2 separate regions of the Pan troglodytes genome follow, and region 1 is linked to region 2. The links are chromatin contacts, called in public HiChIP or PLAC-seq maps. All regions are on one chromosome and are shown on one strand. The core of a region is the stretch at or near the end of the contact, and the rest is flanking DNA. Distances in the headings are between cores, read along the strand shown.

Region 1 (4,755 bases), core at 2,221-4,720, 210 kb before region 2:
ATTTCTCTCTCTAAAACATCACATTCATTTTTTTCCTTTGGGTATCCACTCCACTCAATCCAGAAGAGGCTGACCAGTTCAGAAGGGGTTGACCTCACCCACTAGCCCCAGGAATGAACATACAAGTCTGGCCAGGCTAAAAAGAATACAGCATTTTCCGGCCAAAGCAATTGATCCAGGAGTGGGCACAAGACACTATGGAGGCCTAACAGAGTCAATGAATACCAGCTTCAGGGCTTCAGCTGAATCTACGGAAAAGTGAGTTTTTTCCTGATTGAGTTGATAAGCCGGTAAGATAAGAGTTGCCATCTTTACACCATTTAGAAAAGGCCTAGCCTAAAACCAAGCCAACATACACTAGAAAATAGAATTGAGAGATGGAAAGATAAGTCTGGACTTTTCAGTTATAAAAACCAATAAAATTTCCCTAAATGCCTAAACCAGTTTGATGTTTTTTAAAACACAACTGAAAAGTGTCCAGATTATTACAAAGGACATGCATCACCTGCAACACGTAAGCAGAAAGGAAGCTGAAAGCCAGGAATATAGGACATATGACAGAGAAGCTCTTAAGACTATCAAGAAGGCCGGGCACAGTGGTTCATGCTTATGATCCCAGCACTTTGGGAGGCCAAGGCGGGCAGATCATGAGGTCAGGAGTTCAAGACCAGCCTGACCAACATGGTGAAACCCCATCTCTACTTAAAACACACAAAAAATTAGCCAGGCATGGTGGCGTGCACCTGGAATCCCAGCTACTCAGGAGGCTGAGGCAGGAGAATCGCTTGAACCTGGGAGGCGGAGGTTGCAGTGAGACAAGATCGTGCCACTGCACTCCAGCCTGGGCAACAGAGGGAAACTGTCTCAAACAAACAAAAAGACTATCAAGAGAAACAAAAAGAATTTATCACCATAAACTGCATTACTTCCTTCTTTCTCAATACTATACTGTTGCACTGTATAAAGAAACTAGCTTTCTACATTTTACCTCTATTTTTACTAGGATTTTAAACTTTCTGCATTGTATTTCTAAGCAGATCTTCTACATTGCTAGGCTGTAAGCTCTTCTGATTACATGTTCATATCTGATTATTCTTTCTTCTGTGTCTGGCATTATACATCACAATCACAAAATCCTAAATAAGTAGTTATTGAATGGCTTCAATCTTACATGTAGTTCTTTCTGAACTCCTTGTAATCAACAGCATCACCCATGACCCTACTTCAAGGTAAGGGCTTTACTACTTGTCTTAGGTTGCAGTGGAAGGTCAAGCTACCAGGCTAGACACTGGTTCTTTGGTATCTTGGCATGTGTAGAATGGTGGATGGAAATAAGTCTCTGTTGTCATCTCTACTATCTGTGAAAAACAAAAAGGTTCTCACCTACCTTTCACTAAGCTCATCTTTTTCACACGTACGTCAAATCTGTGCACAAACTTTTTTTCATTAAAAAAGGGCTAAAACTGTGTAGTCACTTATAGAAAAATTTTACAGGAAAAAGGAGGACTGATCACTTGATGAGAACCTTTGTGGAGATGCCAGTTTAGATTTGTTCAATGGACTTACCAAAGTAAGAGTACCCAGATAATCACCCACTCTAAAGGTCCGATAAAATGAAACCTAAATATTTTGTTTAATATTCAATAATGTCACTCGGGATTTATAATCTCCTATTTTCAGGGCCGGGCGCAGTAGGTCATGCCTGTAATCCCAGCACTTTGGGAGGCCAAGGCAGACAGATCACTTGAAGTCAGGAGTTTGAGACCAGCCTGGCCAATGTGGTGAAACCCCATCTCCACTAAAAGCGATTACAGGCGCATACCACCACACCTTAGCCAGGCTGTAATCCCACTACTTGGGAGGCTGCGGCAGGAGAATCACTTTTAAACTGGGAGATGGAGGTTGCCGTGAGCTGAGATTGTGCCACTGCACTCCAGAGCAGAGCCTGGGTGACAGAGCCAGACTCTGTCTCAAAAAAAAAAAAAAAAAAAAAAAAAAATAAAAAATATATATATATATATATACACACACACACACATACACACACACACACACATATATATACACACATATATGTATGTACTTTTTTTCCTATTTTCAACTGCCATACAGAGATACAACACTATCCTGTTGTCAGACACTTTGGGATGTTACAGCTACCAACCTTAGAAGCTTTTGGATTTGATTCTTTTAAAATATATCCTCCCTGAAAACAAGTTTCACTCTGATATACTTGCTGCAAAGATCTGTATCTATAATAGCTGTCCTACAAAATTCTGTCACTTCCTCCTGACACAAGCTTTTGTTTATGAATAGTACCACTAATCCTTTAAGACCATTGTCAGCTCTCATGAACACACAAGTGTGTTAACATCAGACTTGGTATTGTTTTTCAACAGAAATATCTGGAACACTTTGTAAAACTGGGATCGTCAAAATCAAGCTCTATCAAATCATACTCCCATAAGGTCTGTGTCCTGGCAAATAATACATATATCAATTTAAAATAGAAATTAAAATATCAATTTAAAATAGAAATTAAGAAACAATTTTCGTTGTCGTATGTTTCACCTAACACTATCAGGCCATGCTAATGTGGCAACAAATTCCATCAACACATCTATCTGCAGCCTAGAAGGATCTCAAGTCAAAAAGCAGACAGCAGTCCTTCTTGGATCCCATTTTATCGCAGGTGGGCTTCCACGTGAGACCAAAACAGTAAATGACAGCGAGACTAAACACATGCTTGCTGTCAGGGCATAAAACTGATCCTAAAAGGAAGGCTCATCAAATATAAGGTCATGAGGCACGGTCACTCAATTTTAGAAGTGTCTTCTAAACCCAAGGAAACATGAAGCAGAGTGCCCCAAGAGTTATCTGTGGTGAACTCATCACCTGCCTTAAGAAATATCAACACCCTGACGTATGCATTGAACTGGTTTGCTTACGACTCGCGATTAATCTTATCTTCTTGGCATCTGCCTATTTGTTATCTACTCTTTATATTTTATCCTTCCATGTTCCATAAGGGATTCGCGGGAAGGAGGGAGATCCACCCGCCCGGGGCACGTTCTAGAGAAAGTTAAGTCAAAAGATAATGCAATGATAGCGCTCTGGCCTCTTCCAGGAGGGGCTTGGCAAAGATGGGGACAGAAATGTACAAAGAGACATCAGAAGCTGGGGCACTGTAAGGGGTTCCAAATCAGACAGGGTCGAAGTTCAAGAAGGAGAAGGTCCCTGGTTAGGAAAGCACAGGAGAAAGAATTTGGAGAAGATAAGAGTGAACAGGCTAAGTCGCATTGGACCAGCAGAAAACATCACAACGCAAAGTCAACGACCCCGTCCCCTGAAGCTATTGCCTGCCTTACCAGAGCCTGAAGTGCCAGCAGCGACGACACGACAGAAACTCAGCGGCCGAAAGCCTCTCACTTCCGACTCAGCACAGCAACCGGAAGTTACGTCATCAACAAGCGCCGGGGCATGTGGAAGTTCATCTCCGCGCCGGAAGCACGGTGTGCAGGCTCACCCGGGGGACCGGCGAGCAAATAGTCCTACAGCGCATGCGCTAGCTTGTTAGCGGCGGGCTGGAGGCGGGCCGGAAGTGGCAAGAAGTGGCTTTGGCATCGGATTGTGGGGGCTGGAGTTGGGCCACCTGGCAGTGCGCTTTGGAGTATAGAATATGAGGCTGGGTTTTGGAAATCAGCGTACCGAGGGCAGATAAAACTCTGTGATCCCCGGCTCTGCTCGCAACCTCTGTTGGGGGTCTGCTCTCTTATTTTCCCACCAGTCCTAGACCTTTTTGAAGCAGCTTCTGTTACTCTCTATTATTCAAAGGGATAACACTAACAGCAATAACAACTACAAGTTTGTTGTTATTGTTGTGCTGTCTTTGGAGCAATCTTTGGAGTGTGCTATCTTTGATTGGATTTCAGTTTTCTTATCTGTAAAGTGGAGACAGTATACATCCTACAAGGTTGTTTTGAGATACACATAGATGGCCAGGCACAGTGGCTCACGCCTGTAGTCCCAGCACTTTGGGAGGCTGAGACGGGCAGGTCACGAGGGCAAGAGATCGGGATACACATAAATAATAGAAGCAGCATAATTTTCAAGAGTTAAAAGCGCTGTGCAAGTGAAAATTCACAGATTGAGAGAAAATAGTTGCAACTCATATATCTGATAAAGGATTCATCTCTAGAATATATAAAGAACTACAAGAACGAAAAACCCCCAAACAGTTCAGTTCAAAAAAGAGCAAAGGACTTGAATAGACATTTCTCCAAAGAAGATACATTCCAAGAGAATGACTATCCACTTGGTATCTGTGGGGGATTTGTTTCAGGACCCCCTTGGGTACCAAAATCCAAGGATGCTCAAGTTCCTTACATAAAATGATGCAGTATTTGCATATAACCTATGCACATCCTCCTGTGTCATCCTAGAGATGACTAAGTCATCTCTAGATCACTTATAATACCTAATACAACATAAATCTAAATAGTGTTGTATTGTTTAGGGAATAATGACAAAAAGTCTGTACATGTTCAATACAGATGAAATTTGTTTTGGAATATTTCCAATTCATGGTTGGTTGAAGCCACAGATGCAGAGCCCACAGATATGGAAGGCCAACTGTACAAATGGTGGATAAGCATATGAAAGAGTGCTCAACATCACTAGTCTTTAGGGAAATGAAAATAAAAATCATGAGATACCACTTAATACCTACTAGGATGGCAACTATAAAAAAAAGGA
Region 2 (4,893 bases), core at 1,443-3,942:
CCCAGCTGCGGAGCCCTCCTGGAGTTCTTTAGAGGAAAGCTGGGGGTGTGGATTGGGGAAATCAAGTAATGGGGGAGGTTCTAACGCTGACTTTAACAGTAACTGTGTAGGTGACCTCGGGTTACACATTCTACCTCTCTGAGCCTCTTTCTTCATCCCTAAGGCATGAGGGTTTCCTATGGACCCTTCAAACTCTATGAATTGGTGAGGTAGCGGTGAGGTAGCAGGGAAGGTGGGGAGAGGACACTGAGGACACTGGCCACCTTTTCCTGTCACCAGGATCTAAAGATATCCCTGCAGCTCTGTCCCTCTCCTCCCCCTGCTCTGGGCAGGGGTCACTTTCCTTCCCTTTGGCTCACCTCCTCTCTCACCTCAGTCTAGGGTTCTGAGAAACATGACCCCTGCTGTAAAAATAAAGTGGTCAGTTTGTATGCCTGGCCCTGCGGATCTAGTGCAAGGACCTCCTGGGGGAAGGACAGCGTAAGCCTGCGGACCTGGAGACAGATGGGGAGGCTTAGCCTCAGGGCCCACAGACCTTTAAGTTCAAATGTACTGAGTGTTTATCCTGTGACTAGCTGTCTGCTAAGCACTTTTACATGCAATCATATCTCATTCCCTCTTTACAGCTAGGTCCACTTTCGATGTTGCAAGGCCTGGAGCAAAGGTACAAATGGAAATTATACGTATGTCTAAATATTAATCAGGATAACAAAGTGTTAAGATTGATGTTTTATCCTCTGCCTTTAATTACTTTTCCTTCATGATAACCTGGAAAACCATGTCCAAAATGAAATTTTCAGGCCATTCTCTGGTACACGCTCTTCTCTGGTCCTGTAGTGAGAGGGGCTTTTGTGCATGCCTGGGGTGTATATCAAGTTTCATGCATTCCCCATCACCTGCATACAGCTGTCCCTTGCCCACTGCTCTAGCCCTTGAGTGCACACCTGATATAGCCAGCCCTTGAAAGGACAGATCCGGGGAATAGGGAATTCCAGAGTTCCTGATACCTGGAGTACAGTCTAGAAGGGGAGGAGGTGCATGCCCCCGCCTGCCCTGCCCCCTTGGTCCCATGGACACATTCTCCAGTGAGGGGCATGGCCAGAGGAGGGCCAGAATGAGGGCCTTTAAAACCAGAAATCCAGGGCTGAGGCTCCTGTTGCCCAGGTCCAGGGGTAACATTGCTCTTAATAAGCCTAGGAGGCAAATATCATTGCATTCACCATTTTATAGGTGAGGAGCAGAGGCTCCCCCAGAAGACCATGTAACTTGCTCAAAGCCATACAGTCATAAATGGTGGCGCTGCCAGAGCCTCTGTGCCACTATAGGGAAGGCAGCGACCCTCTCTCCTGAAAAAGCAAACAGACATTCAGCACTTTGCCTGCAACCTCAAGGGGTCCGTGATCACGCCGAAGTCCACCCAGAGACCCCTCGTTAAGAAGGCGGTGCGTTGGTGTGCCTGCAGCAGAAGTCAGACCATGAAGTGGGAGCGGGCTTCCCAGTCCAGACCAGTCCTAGACAGTAAAGAGGGCCTGTGATGCAGGGAGGGTCTTGGATGGTTGGAAAGGTGCTGAGGAGGAGATCGACTCATTTACAGAACCACCACCCCAAGTAGCACCGCTCAGGTGAAACTCTTTCACTTGGGCCTGTCTGGGAAAAGGCTTACTCGTTCACAGCCTCGCCTCAGCCCTCTGACCTGGTTGTCACCCTGGACTCCTCCACCCCTACCCCAAAAGGGAGGCCGAGGGAGTCTGCCGTTCCGAAGAAAACGGGAGAGTTGGAGGAGGGCGAAAAGGCAGAGTCTGAGGGGGACGGCCTAGGTAGGAAAAATGAGAAGCAGGGGTGCAGCGGGAGGGTGAAATGGGGCGCAGGACACAGACCAGGCGCGGACCAACCTGCTCCCTAACCTGGAGCGTGGTGATTTCCAAGGGGTCCATGGAGAAATGTGGGGCGGGGTGGCGTGGGGGTGGGGGTGGGGGAAGGGAGGGCCGGGGCATTTTGCAATTGGAAAGCTCTGTTCCGGGCTTCCTAAAACAACGGCCGGAGTTGTTGAGCGATGGGGCAGAAGGTGGCGGGAGCGGGTCCCGAGGCTGCACGCGCGCCAAGTCGCACGGCCACCGAGGAGGCGCAAGCTGCAGTTGCAAGCCCGCACACGCCCACCCGTTGCGGCAGCGTCCGCTGCGGACTTTAAAGCGGTCCCTTGGCGGTCCTGGGAGAGGGAGCCGCTAACCTTCCCGTGTTCCCCCAAGCAAAGCAAAACAGTCTTCCAGCAACCGAAAAGCTCCACCTCTACTCCCCCCGAACTATGCTCCTAATTGGCAGCTCAGCGCATGGGATGATGCGGGTGGCTGCAGGCCGGCCCTGCAGTGCCAGCCGCAGCAGCCCAGCCCCACTGGAGAGGGAGTTGGGGGCACGGCGTGGTCCCGGGGCTCCGGGACCGCGAGGCGGGGCGCGGCAGGCAGGGTGCGCAGCGGGCGGGGGCGCCCCGGCCTCCGCGGCGGCCACCGCCCCTCCTGCGGCTGGAGCGCTTCCAGAGCAGAGGCGCAGCCTCGCTCGCCGCTGCGCTCGCTCCGTCTTCCTCCCGCTCCTGCTCCGGCTCCTCCTCCTCCTTCCCTCCCGCCGTTGCTCCAGCAGCCGGCTCCCAGCAGCGGGCGAGCGCGCCTCCCCCTCCGCTCCCTCCCTCCCCCTCCTCTCGCTCTCTGCCCGCTAACTTTCCCGAGCCCCGACCGGCGGCGCAGAGCTCCGTGGTAGCTTCGTGGCCGAACGCCGACCTCGGGCGGAGAGCGCGGCTGTGCCCAGTATCCCATCCCCGAGACCCCCGCGCGCTCCGGAGAGAACAGGACTATGCCCGGGGCTGGGGACGGAGGCAAAGCCCCGGCGAGATGGCTGGGCACTGGGCTTTTGGGTAAGGCAGCCCCAGCTTGGTCTCTTCTCTTGCCTCCCCCCACCCCCAAAGAAGGGGACACTCGAGAAGGAAGAGGCCTTGGATGGGGTGGGCTTTGGAGTGCGGCACGGAATGAGGATGGTGGCCGCCGGCTTCCTGCCTGGTTCCTGCCTGGTTCATAGGCTGTGCTCCCTGGGGACCGTGTGCGTCCCTCTCTACCCCATCAGCCCGCCAGTCTCAGGATTAGTTTTTTTGCTGTCTCTGGCACCTTCGGCTCCAGGTATTTGGAGCTGGATCTTGGGGCTGCAGCGCGGGTCTCCAGAGTTCAGAGGTTCAGGATGCTGGAGGAGGGGGGTCCGTGCCTTGAGTGCAGGGGATACCAGGTGGGTTGCACGTGTGACTGTTGGAATGGTGGTTTCCATCCCGGCCCAGAGCCGTTTGCTTGTTTCCCAGGCACCAGGCATGCACCAGTTGGGGGTGGGGGAGTCCCCTTCTTCCTGGGCCCTTTTCCTGCTTTGCTCCTCTGCCCTGTATCTCCCTCAGGAGCCACTGCCTTCCCTACAGCAGCACCTGAAAGCTGGAAGGGGCTGGAGGGGCTTGCGGGATCATTCAAGGCCCTTTAGGAACGGCCTTGTCTCTCTTCCTACAAAGAGATTCCGTAGGGAAGACCTGTTTGACCTGCTCCTGGCTCTTCATTTTTGAAGTGAATATGGAGACAGAGAAGACATGTCCAGAGGACACGGAGGAAGAAGCATTATTAATATCTATTAATATGCACATGAGAGTTTTGAGTGTCAAACTCCAAGAGATTAGGGAATGATATTTATTCATCCAGGATGTAATCTCCTCATAAATCATAGCCAGACTTTAATGTAAGCCGACTCCATCTCTGGCAACGGCATCTCTTCCTGTTTATATTGGTCAGATTTGGCTTTTGGCAGCTCCCTGCATTGGGTAAGACACACGGTGTAGGTATTTCTGCTGAAAACAGGGAGACAGAACCCTATAAGGGAAGTGGCTACTGTTTCTGCGAATGTAAACTGTGTGCAGATCTAGCAGGTTGGTGCCTGGTGGTGAAGAGGGGAGAGAGTATTTCTTGTACTTGGGATGTTTATTTACCTCTGTACCGCTAGATGGAAGACACCCGTTTTCTCCTGTACCTTGGCACAGATGTCATGCTGGTTTCACAGTGACCTTAATGAAGTGGGCCTTAGTGACGCCTGAGGCTCCTTTTCACAGGGTGGGCACAGCGCCATTCCATGCTACTTCCCCTCATCCCATCTCAGATCAGCCCAGGTCCCCATGGTGGCAATGGCAGGGGTAAAGGATCACTGAGGAATTCAAACTCGGCTAGTCATTAAACTACCCCACTTCACACCTCTGGCTTACCTTCCTGGGTGGTGGGATGCCAGTCCCTTGTTTGTTAGAATACTCATAGAACCAGGCCTCTGTGGGCAACCAAGAGGGCCCTGAAAATGATGTGTGTGTGTGTGTGTGTGTGCACGTGTGTAAGGGGGATTGTAGGCACAGTCTTGGTACATTGCTCCAGGTGGAAGCCCCACCTTCTCCAAGGACTGTTCAGCTGTATAGACCAGGTAGGGGCTAAGGCCTATTGATACAGGTTTAGATGAATTTCTGAGCTACCCTTTGGGAGCCCAGGAGAAAGCAGAGTGACTTGTAGGTGGGAGACCTGCAGGCCCCAGGACTGGCCTCATCTGCTCTGTCCCCTGCCCCTCTGGTCTGCAGAGGGACTCCAACCAAAGTCCCTTTGGCCCTTGACCAGGTAATACTGACTGAGCCCTCACAGGGGCATTGGTCTGAGCTTGGGACATAGATGACATCTTTCCTTCTCAGTCCAGTGGGGGAGATACAGAGACGACTGGACAGCCAACTGGAGGTGTTCCCTGGGAACATCAGAGTTGGCAGGAACTCTGGGAAGCAGAGCACAGAACTCTCCTAGAGATGAGGAAGTCATGGTCCAGAGAGGGATGGTGACTTGTCTAGGGGTGCAT

What was found. HiChIP or PLAC-seq counts read pairs in DNA pulled down with a chosen protein or histone mark.
Region 1: an H3K4me3 HiChIP or PLAC-seq map of stem cell-derived excitatory neurons shows a contact between it and region 2, with 2.4 times the contacts expected there. The contact joins the promoter of UBE4A here to the promoter of SCN4B in region 2. A contact is called at or near these places in 2 of 7 Hi-C or Micro-C datasets (blood and stem cell-derived neural progenitor cells) and 1 of 1 datasets of contacts at active chromatin or transcription factors (stem cell-derived excitatory neurons).

What each region holds. Positions count from the first base shown.
Region 1 is chr9:120,299,308-120,304,062 of NHGRI_mPanTro3-v2.0_pri, reverse strand. UBE4A (ubiquitination factor E4A) reads right to left here and starts at 3,470. Exons shown (of 19, transcript XR_010147323.1): 1 at 3,369-3,470.
Region 2 is chr9:120,091,328-120,096,220 of NHGRI_mPanTro3-v2.0_pri, reverse strand. SCN4B (sodium voltage-gated channel beta subunit 4) reads left to right here and starts at 2,692. Exons shown (of 5, transcript XM_001159939.7): 1 at 2,692-2,902. The coding sequence starts at 2,842. All of the region lies in intron 1 of CD3E (CD3 epsilon subunit of T-cell receptor complex), which reads right to left.